2 separate regions of the Mus musculus genome follow, and region 1 is linked to region 2. A link is a contact called in public Hi-C data. All regions are on one chromosome and are shown on one strand. The core of a region is the stretch at or near the end of the contact, and the rest is flanking DNA. Distances in the headings are between cores, read along the strand shown.

The links. A called contact is a pair of places that touch in the nucleus more often than the background predicts.
Region 1: a contact with region 2 is called in a Hi-C map of CD8 T cells, with 2.2 times the contacts expected there. The contact joins two enhancer-like sites. A contact is called at or near these places in 1 of 484 Hi-C or Micro-C datasets (CD8 T cells) and 1 of 115 datasets of contacts at active chromatin or transcription factors (pancreatic cancer cells).

The regions. Positions count from the first base shown.
Region 1 is chr19:53,805,100-53,811,010 of GRCm38.p6, forward strand. All of the region lies in intron 1 of Rbm20 (RNA binding motif protein 20), which reads left to right. Among named protein-coding and RNA genes, the nearest start is that of Gm16299, 17 kb to the right of the region's middle. Within about 2 kb of position 2,257, at least 98 of the 459 cell types and tissues checked have an H3K27ac peak or open chromatin away from gene starts, as enhancers often do. A contact at or near this core is called in CD8 T cells, where this site is marked.
Region 2 is chr19:53,439,677-53,445,271 of GRCm38.p6, forward strand. It overlaps Mirt1 (myocardial infarction associated transcript 1), which reads right to left. Exons shown (of 10, transcript NR_028427.1): 9 at 5,574-5,595; 10 at 1,536-3,871. Among named protein-coding and RNA genes, the nearest start is that of 4833407H14Rik, 18 kb to the right of the region's middle. Within about 2 kb of position 2,060, at least 66 of the 459 cell types and tissues checked have an H3K27ac peak or open chromatin away from gene starts, as enhancers often do. A contact at or near this core is called in CD8 T cells, where this site is marked.

The sequences.
Region 1 (5,911 bases), core at 1,007-3,506, 370 kb after region 2:
TCCTGACATCATCAACAAAATATCATTGAGTGTCCCTGCAATCACTGGGACCAAGGCAATGTGATGCTGTGACCACCCCAGCCTGAGATATTGCCTGGACACAGTGACTTCTGTCACCGATAAAAAAAAAAAAAAAAAAAAATCAATCCCAAAGGTGGAAATGTTAAGCAACAGTCCCCTAATCTCTTAACAGGTAGATGGCAACCTGGGTCCCTGACCACAGGTGACCCTCCCTCTATCAGTCACACACTGCGGATGTGTCTCCACACCTGTCACTGGGTCAAACCCAGGACCTTGTAAGCCTTTGTTCAGACTTGAGGGGAAGCCCTTGGGTTGTTCTTTTCTTTCATTGGTTAAATTTCTTGCAAAGGGCAGTGTGAATCTGTCCTGCGTGAGCTTCCTCAGTCAGAGCACACCACACCCTTCCTGTGATCTCAGGGAAGTCTCTTTCCCCATGTTCCCCCCCCCCCCCTTTTGATTTCTTCTTTATCTTTCTCCACTTTTATGTATCCACATCTGGAAGCTTTGCATAGCTCACACCAGATGCCAGTCGACACAGGCTAAAAGATTAAAGTTCTGAAGGAATATCTGGTCCTTTGAAAGACTGTGTCAGACAGAGCAGGGTCCTGTGTGTGTCGTTAACGTCTTACTTTTAGAGCAGGATGAAGATTTTTATCATCCCAATCCTTGCCTCCCTTGCAGGTCTCTGTTTATAGCCCTGGTTAACCTAGAAAATCTATGTAGATCAGGCTGGCCTCAAACTTTTAATGACCTCCTTCTACCTACCTTCTTGGTAGTAGAATTATGGGCATGTGTCTCGATGGCCAGATGCAACCCATTTCTTCTGGCCAAAGGCTACTGTATCATCGCATCTTGGGACAATTAGTTGGGACAACAGGCACACTCTCCTGACGGGAACAATAGGTTGCACATCCTTTCTCAAGGCAGGTTTTCTTCCACATCTCTACATCCCAACAAAATAAGGGTTATTAGTTTGTCTTTCTCTAATACTTTAGTTTGAAAACTCTTCAGGGAAACACTGGTTTAATTTTTTTCTCTAAGCACACTACTAGAGTTTTAAAGCTAATTATACACTGCAAATTCTTTGTAGCAATTAATGGCTCAGAGACATAACCTCAGCCTGGGGGCACTGGAGCCCTCCCAAGCTTCTTGGTAAATCAGAGCCTGTGCAGTCAGCTGCTGCATCTGTGAGGGGATCAGGCTCAGGGGAGGGCGTCTGACAGACATTGCCACTCCCGGTCCAAAGCATGTGCGCTACTGTGTTGTTTTCCCTACTGCCCAGCCTCGAATCTGCTGGGGATGGCTGCAAACAGTGCAGCTGTTCCTGGTATAGGCAAGAAGATGTGGACTGAATCCTGAGCCACGCGCTTTCTAGACAGGGACGTTCTTGAGGTCATTGCCTCTGGAGAATCAGGACAGCCAGAACAATGCACAGAGACACTGTCGCAAAGACAGATGGACGGATTGACAGACAGGAAGGAAGGACATCCTTCAATTTCCCCGGTTCTTGGTGGGAGGCTTGCAAGTGTTGCATGTGGAATGTACTCAGTGAACTCAGTGTGCGTGAACATAACCTTTCAAGCTGAGGTGGATAGGTAATCCTCCCAGGCCTGGGAAGCTGAGGTGATGAGGTGGATAGGTAATCATCCCAGGCCTGGGAAGCTGAGGTGGATAGGTAATCCTCCCAGGCCTGGGAAGCTGAGGTGGTGAGGTGGATAGGTAATCCTCCCAGGCCTGGGAAGCTGAGGTGGATAGGTAATCCTCCCAGGCCTGGGAAGCTGAGGTGATGAGGTGGATAGGTAATCCTCCCAGGCCTGGGAAGCTGAGGTGGTGAGGTGGATAGGTAATCCTCCCAGGCCTGGGAAGCTGAGGTGGATAGGTAATCCTCCCAGGCCTGGGAAGCTGAGGTGGTGAGGTGGATAGGTAATCCTCCCAGGCCTGGGAAGCTGAGGTGGTGAGGTGGATAGGTAATCCTCCCAGGCCTGGGAAGCTGAGGTGACCAGAAGTTTCCATGAGGTTTCATCAGCAGCCACCTGTGTGCCGTAGGACAAGTTAACTTTTCAGTGTTGTAATAAGGGATTGAATGGACCCTAAAAGCGTGCAATTCTATGTTTTTTCTGTTTGCCACTGCTGTGAGTGAAAAAAACTAGCTGGCTTTGCAGAGTCCTCTGGTGACCTTGTTTTGTGGCGTATATAACCTTAGCTTCCCAGGCTCTTGGGTGTCTGTGCTACCCAGACTTCTAGCAAGATCACTTCCTGCCCACAACATGCAGGCCCACCTCAGCTCTCTAAACAGACTCACCCTCAGTATCGATGTCTTGGGGAAACTGTATTCATTTCCTGTTACCACTGTAACAAATCACCACAAATCTGATAGTGTGTAGCATCATAGATGAGTGAGATTCTAAGATCCCTCTCAGTAGGTCTGTAGTGGAACTGTTAGGAAGAATGCCTCTGCCTCTGCCCTGGCTCTTCAGGAACATTCTTTCCCTTTCTGTTTTGAATTTCTAGAGGCTTCCTGTACTGTCTTGGCTCATAGTCTCTTCCTCCACTTGCACAGACATCAGCGCATCATCTTCCCTTTCTGTGATGAGTGTTTCCATCTCTCTGACTTTCCCCCTCATCGTTCTTGTGGTCACACAGAGCTCACCTCGGCAATGTCAAGGTGATCTTCTCTTAGCTCAAGATCCTTAATTGAATCACTGCTGTAAAGTCCTCTTTACCACGTACGGGGACACTTACAGGTGCATGCATGTCTGTACACTATGTGTGCTGCACTCACGGAGGCCAGAAGGTGGCCTTGAACTCCCCCCCACCCACCCCCCGGAACTGGAGTTACAGTTAGTTGGTAGCTGCCATGTGGGAACCTGGGAGCTGGTCCTCTGGAAGAACAGCCAGTGCTCCTTAGTGCTGAACCATCTCTCCAGCCTCTATCCATTCAGTTACTAAACCTAGACTTGGGGAGAAGCATACTGAATCTCCCACGCTGAGGTTGGGCGGTGAGTGACTATACCCAGGTGTGCAACGGCACTGGGAGGCTGTAGACTTAGAAGCCCCATCTTGAAGTACTCAGGCACTGTACTCACATAAAGCGCATTCGTCTCCCAGCCGCCGCCGGGCTCTGAGAAGCCACAGCCATTTAAGGTCTTCATTGCTTAGCTCCTGGCGGTTGCCACAGCCACCAAGCTGCTGGGAAATGCAAGATTCTCCAAGACACACCGCTTTCTTTGGGGAGGGGGTGTGTGTGTGCTTGAGTCTTTACATAAATGAGAAAGCCTAACATTGTCATCTTCATTTGGCTGTGGAACGTGTTTGTATTTGGATTGGAGTGTGGGTGTGCCTCGTGTTCTGGGGACTCTCTTAAAACAGCAGTAAACCTTGAAATAGACGCTCCTAGAATACTGTGTGGCCTCCTTCCTCCCTCCCTTCTCCCCTCCCTTGTCCCCTCCCTCCCTCCCTTGTCCCCTCCCTCCCTCCTCCCCCTCCCTCTCATTCTCCTTCGTTTCCTTCCTTTTTTTTTCTTTTGTCTTTTGAGACAGAAGTCTTATCATACCCAGTCTATCTTCAAACTCAACACTAGCCTTGAGTCATCTGATCCCCCTGTCTCTATCTTTCCAGCTCTGGGATCACAGGCGTGTATCACCACCAAGCCTGGCTAAGTTATTAACTCTTGCAGGCTAAGTATTTTACGACTTTTATTTTCTTAGATAGAACAGTTAGTCTTTTTTTTTCTCACCTAAGATTTTGGTTTAAAAGGGATATATTCTGTGTGGATGATTTGTGTGAAATCACTTCTGTGCAAGTTTGAATAAAGCTGGGGACAGTAAGAATTTGTAAGATTAAAGCAGAAACAGAAGGGGACCCGCTCCTGGGTCTGGTTGTGCCAGGTCTGAATGGTGAGGTTCTGATCTTCGTGTGTGCCTGGTCTGAACAATGAGGTTCGGGTCTAGTTACGGGCTGGGTATGAACAGCGAGGTTCTATAGTCGTATCCACATCTGACTCGCTGCCACACTGCATGGCTGCTTTTCCTTGTTGGGGAGATGGCTCTTCTTTAGATAACCTTTCAACACCCAGGAGGAAAACCTCTAGCAAGGACTTGCTCCAGCCCAGAACCAAAGGTTAAAAAACACAGCTGCCTTCTCTGGGGAAAACAAAACCAACTTTGTGCTCCTTTGGTCATAAGAAACACATTGGCACCTCCTTAACACCTTGTCAGTAAGGACAATCTGTGTAGTGGCCAAGCCTGGGGGTGGAGCTGCCCTGTTGGGTTTGCCTTCTAAAGCTTTGCTACCTGACAGTACACAAGGCATAATCATTCATCAGTCGGGACCCTCCCTCCTTTCTTGTTAGCCCCTCCCCACTCTGTTACAGCCATGATGGTGCCATACCACACAAGGGCTCATGAAGCTGAGATGCCCCCAGCGCAACTCCCCAGAGTGCACAAGGCCATCCCTCCTCCTTCCCCATATCTTAAAAGGCAGCAGGCGCGCCTCAGAGTGCAGCTTGCATGCTGCCTGGGTATCTCTCTTCAGGAACTTGTAGAAAGTTTTTGATTCCTCACACAAGAGGGAAAGAACAAAGGCTTGGTTTTTTTTAAATCTGACTTGGCAGTGTGTTTTGTTCTTGTTCTTGAGCGTGGGTGTGCCTCATGTTCTGGGATCTCACTTCAAACCAAACAAGCCAGCAGCCCAGGAGGATATGTGCCGGAGGGAGGAGGAGGGCTGCGAGGCTCCTACTGTACCTGCCAGGTTGGGGTTCGAGTCTTATAGGCTCATCCACTTTACTTAATGGCAGTGAGTGTTAGAGCTCTAGGTTCCTGCTCTACAAAGTTGAGATGAAAATGACCTATCCTGCGTGGCCCTTGACCTGTGTGACTTTTGAAGTTCCAAAAAGCTCACACTGGTCCCAGGAGCCTTACTGGAGGAGATGGTCCTACCCAGTTACCTTCTCCAAGCATGAGCCCCCTTCCCTTAAAGGAGCTCCAGGGAGGGAGGTGCGGTGTGCCCACACCCTTGTTTGTCTCTCTCTCACCCCAACCCTCTCCAACCCTCTCTGCCTGCTGTGGCCCTCCCCGCCCCCACTCAGCTTATCAGCTCTGAGTTTTTATCGCACAGGGCCTGGGACAGTGGAGACAGATGTGTCCCAGCTGTGCATTCCCTCCCAGCGCCTGCTTTATAAGGAGATTGGCTGTGCAGCCTGGCTGGTCCATCAGTCCAGACTTCAGATTTCACTGGCGCGTTCAGGTGCCCTGGGATTCCATTTCACCAGCATCCCGAACACATTTCTTGGTTACACCCACTCCCCGCAAGGGGAACCTTAAGACACAGAAAATATGGCTTAGCCAAAAGCCTCGACTGTGGAAACCGCTTATAGCAGATTCACCAGGAAAGCCTGTCTCATTTATAGACAGTCCAGTCTCTGTTTGCCCAGAAACACAATACAGTCAACGGACAAGGCCACAGAGCGATGTGGCAGACCGGCTCCTCCCATTTCTCCTAAGATTCTGTGAAAGTTGACTGGCACTTACTACCTCGAATTTAGATTTTGTTTTTCACTTATAGGGTTTTTGGTTGCTGTGTATACTACTGATATGTAAAAGCTGTTTTACTGTTTTTGGATTTAAAATGAGGACTAGGATGAAAATATGTGCCATAAATATACACACAGTTTATTCTGGCATACTTTTCAAAGCAAGGAGCATATGGACTTTCTCATGCCACTAAAATGATGGGGTGAGGAGTTAGCATGCTGGGCTGGTTTTTATGGTTCAGGACACAATCTCTACAAATTATTATTATTATTATTATTATTATTATTATTATTATTATTAATTATTGGGACAGGCATGCATTTGCATGTGTCATAGTATTCTTATGGAAGTCAGAGGAC
Region 2 (5,595 bases), core at 810-3,309:
GAGGGAATCTCAGCTAAGAGAATGTTCCCACTAGATTGCCTGCGTCCCTGTGGGTAGTGCCAACTTTTTTGTTGGTAGTCTTAGGCTGAGCAAGCCAGTAGGCAGCATTCTCCACGACCTCTGCATCAGCTCCTGCCTTGAGTTCTCGCCCTGACTTCCCTTCACGCTGGACTGTGATTAGGACAGGTAAAATAAAACAAACCCTTTCTTCCCATGTTGCTTTTAGTCCTGGCGTTATCACAGCAATAGAAACCCTTGCTAAGACACCTCTGCTCCCCTCACACCTCACGGTTATTTGTATCTGTTTTCTTTGCACTAAGAAACAATTCATAGAAGATAACATTTGTTCCTTTTAGTTGCAGCCCATTGCTCTTTAGCACGTTCAGAAAATTGCACAGCTATTCTCTCTATCAGTAGGTTTCTCGTCCCCTAAATAAGCCCAGGACTCCAGTCACCAATTTCTCCTTCACCCATAGACACCAGCCACCACTAAGCGTCCCGAGGATTTACCCATTCTGGGCATTTTATATAGATGGAATAGCGCAAAGTACGGTCTTTTGAGTCTAGCTTGTAGCTCCTTTTGCAGTGTGTGTGTGTGTGTGTGTGTGTGTGTGTGTGTGTGTCTTATTGAACATGGGTGAGAGATTAGAGGGAGAAACAAGGGCAACTTTAAAGCAGCTACCCTACAAAGTCTGCACACAGCAGGGACGCCCCTCCCCCATTGCTCTGTCCACAGAGATGGAGCCTATCTCTCATCCTCCCCCACTTAGATCCTCTAGCCTTCTCAAGAGCACACGAAATTGGGGAAGAACTGTGTATAGTTGGTTGGGGTTGGGGGATGGGTACTCAGGTGAGGGTCAAGTGACCCTCTCTGTCTCCTTTAACCCAGAAGTGAGGATCTTTGGCAAGGAGGCCCAGCCAAACTCCTGAGATGTTAGCAGTCGGGCTCAAAGGCTGGTTCCCTTACAGCTGTCTTTCTGAGCGCCACCCGCTGTGCGCCCCTTTCCCCCCCCCCAACAGTGCTGGGCTTACCAGCAGCTGCTCTTAGCTTTTTGTGGGTGCTCAGAATACAAATTCAGGTTATGGAGTCAGAAATACAAATTATGGTTTTGCAGCAGGCACACTTTGCCCCACAGCTGTACCCCAGCCCTTGAAATGAAACATTTAAATCAGCCGTTCTCAACCTTCCTAACCCTTTAATATACTTCTTCACGCTGTGCTGACCCCCAACCATAGTTACTTTTGTTGCTACATCATAACTGTATTTTTGCTCCTGTTACGAACAGCAATGTAAACATCTATATTTTACAATAGTCTTAGGTGACCCCTCTGAGAAGATTCCCTGCGGGGTCATAACCACAGGTTGAGAACATTGATTAAATAAAATATTAAAGAGGGAAAAATCCTCATGGTAAAAAGTAAATCTATTGATTTTACAGTTCTTCTGTTTTTTTTTTTTTTGTTCTCAGCATATATTTAAATAAAGTAGAAATATAATAATAAAATCAGTCCAATGCAGTTTGCATGTATTTAGTGTATAAATTGACGAGCAATTTTATTTCTTTTTTTTTTCTTGTCAAGAAAGAACAAAGAATTCTGAATTTAAAGTCTTAGACATTGTTTCTTTCAGAACCCTGGCTCATATGTAACTTTCATTTCCTATTTTTTAAACTTTGAGAAAAGTAACTGTTTAACAGAGCTGCTTTGTTATGTCTGCCAGCTGTGAGAATTCCAATGTCTCACCTCTTTGAACACTTGTCAGGATCTGTCCTTTCCCTTAGCGAGGTAGGCTGGGTGTGAGGTGGCATCTCACTGTGGTTTGGATTTGCATCTCCCTGCAGAGTAACGGTGTCTGCCTCTTTTTGCATACAGACTTCACATACACACCTACACCTCCGGGGGAAATGCATATTTGAATTCCAGCCACTTCTAAGTTCAGGGGTTTCTTGTTTTGTCCTCTTTGTTTTTGCTTCTGTTCAGTTTTCGGCACACATACACTAACTGCGTCACTGTTCTGTGATCCATCTTTAGATGTCTGAGTTCACAGTTACACTTTCGACAAACGTGGGCCAAGTCTGGGTCTTATTCAAACCCACATCCTCTCCTCTTGGGCCCGGTGCGCCTACGATGGTGCCTGGCAAGTGCCTGGGTGATTGGGCACCCAGCCTTGGACACACGGGCTTGGACACCTGGTCTTGGACACCCAGCCTTGGACACCCAGGCTGTCCAACCCAGCCTTGAACACATAGGCTTAGACACCCAGGCTTGGACACCTGGCCTTGGGCACCCAGCCTTGGACACACAGGCTTGGGCACCCAGCCTTGGACACACAGGCTTGGGCACCCAGGCTTGGACACCTGGCCTTGGGCACCCAGCCTTGGACACACAGCCTTGGGCACCCAGGCTTGGACACCCGGCCTTGGGCACTCAGCTTTGGACAGCGTCTTTGTGTTTTCTTCTAAGGCCTTTCTAAGCACCCATGTTTCCAACTTACCTCTGTGTGGAGGCAGGCCCATGGTGGGGTTAAGGGGACTTTGCTATGAAGTGGAGTCTGAGCACAAAAGTCTGTATTCTGGAACATTCTGGCATGTTACCTAAGGAGACCTTCTGTGCCTTTACCCTCCCTCCAGGTCTCAGGCTTCCTCTCTCGTCTTTGTCGGGGTTGTGGAAAGTAGGAATGGTTGTTTTCCAGCCAAGGCGAATACAGCTCCAGAAGGATGAGTGCCAAAAATATTGTTGCCCTCCAAGTACATGACCACCACCTTCCACACAGCTACCAATGGCTGCCAGGTGACCCAGAAGGTACAGCTAAACCTGCCCTTCCTCCATCTTGTCAGCCTCCATGACCTTTAAAATACTCTTTTGCGTTCTTACCTGGAAACAGAATTACTGGGCCATACAATAATTCTATTTCTTCCTTTTCCTCTTCCCCTTTCCTTTCCCTTCCTTCATTTCTTTAAAGAGTGTATTCTACAGAGTTAGTCATGTTTGTTTCCCACCAACAGTGTCCAGGGCATCCTACTAGCACTAGTAATGGTTTTTACATGGTAGCTGCTCTGATAGGTGGGAAGTAGTTTCTGTTTTGTTTTGTTTTGTTTTGTATTTTGTTGTTGTTTTTCGAGACAGGGTTTCTCTGTACAGCCCTGGCTATCCTGGAACTCACTCTGTAGACCAGGCTGGCCTTGAACTCAGAAATCCGCCTGCCTCTGCCTCCCAAGTGCTGGGATTAAAGGCTTGCGCCACCACTGCCCGGTGTGGGTTTGATTTGCATTTCTCCTGGGACTCCTGCATTGAGGCATGGCTATTGACCATTTTATGACTTGTAGAAGAAAAACAAGTGTTTGCTTGGCTGAATCGCCTCCCCCCCCTCCCCGGTTTCTGTCACTGTTGATGGCTGTGGCAGCGGTTTGTAGGAGTGCTTTGTATATCCCGGATATTGGTCCTTTATCAGGTCTACAATTTGCAAACCTGTTCATGCGTCCTGTAGGTGGCCTTTTTCCTCCACGGGTCACCCATTTACTGTACAAAGTTGACATTTTAGTGAAACACATTCCGTCTGATAGGATGACTGAGAATATTTAAAATACAGCCTAAGGAAGGAAAGATGGTGAAAGAAGATACCAACAGAAATGAAGTCTGGGTTTGTCCTTGAGCAGATGGCACCCTTTGTTCTGGGGAAGCCCCGCCTGATGAGAGTGGTGGGTGAGAACCAGAGCCCACGTGTGCTGCTTCAAGTCCCAGTAAGAAGCCAACGCGTACCTGGGCCAGGGAGCGGGCCTATGTGGGTGAGGAGGGGTTGCACCGTGGCTCTGGGGTTTCCCTGAGATCCGTAAAGGGAGTGTGGTGAGTGGGTTCAAAGGCAGGAAGTTCACTGTAGGGAAAGCAGAGAGTGCCCCTATGTCAGCCTCCGGAGCCAGGTCTAAAGAGCAGCTCTCTGTTCGCCCGCCACCTTTATGTTGTTTCGTGAGATTTTTTTTTTTTTAATTCTAAAAATAATTATGACTAGATCCAGCTGACTGAAGCATAAAACATTAACGTTGATCATTCATTAAACAAGATTGTGCCAGCAACCAGGCTTCATGAGCCCCTAGAGAAGCCCAATCATCCACAGCCCTCCTCATCCACACCGGGCAAGGACCCTGAGCCCTTAGGGAAGAGCTACTTCTAGTTCAGCAGGGCTCAGTTCAGCTCCGTCTGATTTCCAAGCACATTTCTACTACAGCCTTTTTTCTGCGACCGTTCATCTTAGCACTTGCGCATTTTTCTTAAGCTTTCAAAATAATGATTATGTATTTTCAACCTCTGTTTACAAACGCAAAATCAGCTGAGTAATATTTCAGGAACAGTAAGAGATGCCATTTATTGCGTAGTTTTCTCACAAATTGATGTAATGGGTGCTGGCACCATAGTTTTCGCCATCTTAGGCTGATGGGCTTGCCCCAATCCCTGCGTGCTGGACGCTGAAAACAGACAGTCATCCCACATCCCATAACTTGTCTCAAGAGGGCACTTCAGCCAAGTTCGGGGCTTTCGGTGCTTCGTAATAGCTAATAATAAAATAGCAAGGGTTCTGACCACAGCAGCCCCCCTTTTCCTGACACCTTCTAAAGAGGAATGACAAAGAGCTTCCGTGGAGAGTGTGGGAAAGGTACCACACACATCCCCACCTCCATCTCCAGACAAGGTCCCGTGGGCATCCCAAACATCAGTGTCTGCTCTCTGATGCTCTCTGTACACAGACTTCTGCCATGCACACTGTTGGCACAGCCAGGTAATTTGTCCCAGAGCAATGTATGGGGACAGTTTTGGTTGTCCAGCAGGTTGGCAGGCTGCTGTTGGTATCACACTGGTGGAGATCAGGGATACTGCTAAGTATCCTACAAGGCCCAAAACCCCAGTGTTGAGTCAGAGTGAACTCAAGGATTCTATGTTCCTTAGCTGGCTCCCTGTGGCTTACATTCTTCACACTGAGTGTCCTCATACTACACCGCACTGTGAGAGACACACCAGTGGGGATATCAGGCAAGACAGAGACATGGTCCTGGACAGAGAAATCTGACAGGGCCACATACCTATGAGCAAGGTGCACAGTGGATAGGAGGCATAGCACCGATGCATGAGTGTCCCCACATTTGACCCCAGGCAGAGGGGCAGGAAGGAGTCTACAATTCATGGCCCTTAAGACATTTTGCAACTCCTGTGCCCTTTCAACCCTTATAAAGAAAGTTCCATTGTGTCACTGGTGGTAAAGGTCCCTGTTAACGAGCCCGTGTGTTTGCCAGGGAGGGGACTTACTCGCCATGGTGCCCCATGAGATGTCTGGGTGAGATTAAAGGGTCCTTTATGTGATGCCTCTTCAGTGACAAGAGAGGCAGTGGAAGGCTTCCTCCTCCAGACAATAAACTAAAACCCCCTTGAGATTGATTGCCGACCTTGAGGCACATTTTAATGACTAGCTTTATGGCTGTTCAGAGGAGACTGGGGAGATCACGGAGAGTGTGAGGCGAAGGAGGCTGTGCTATGGGGTCTATACCACTCAGACCCTTCCACCACGGAGGCGACTTTCTGCATACCTGCTGCAGGACAGAGACCCTT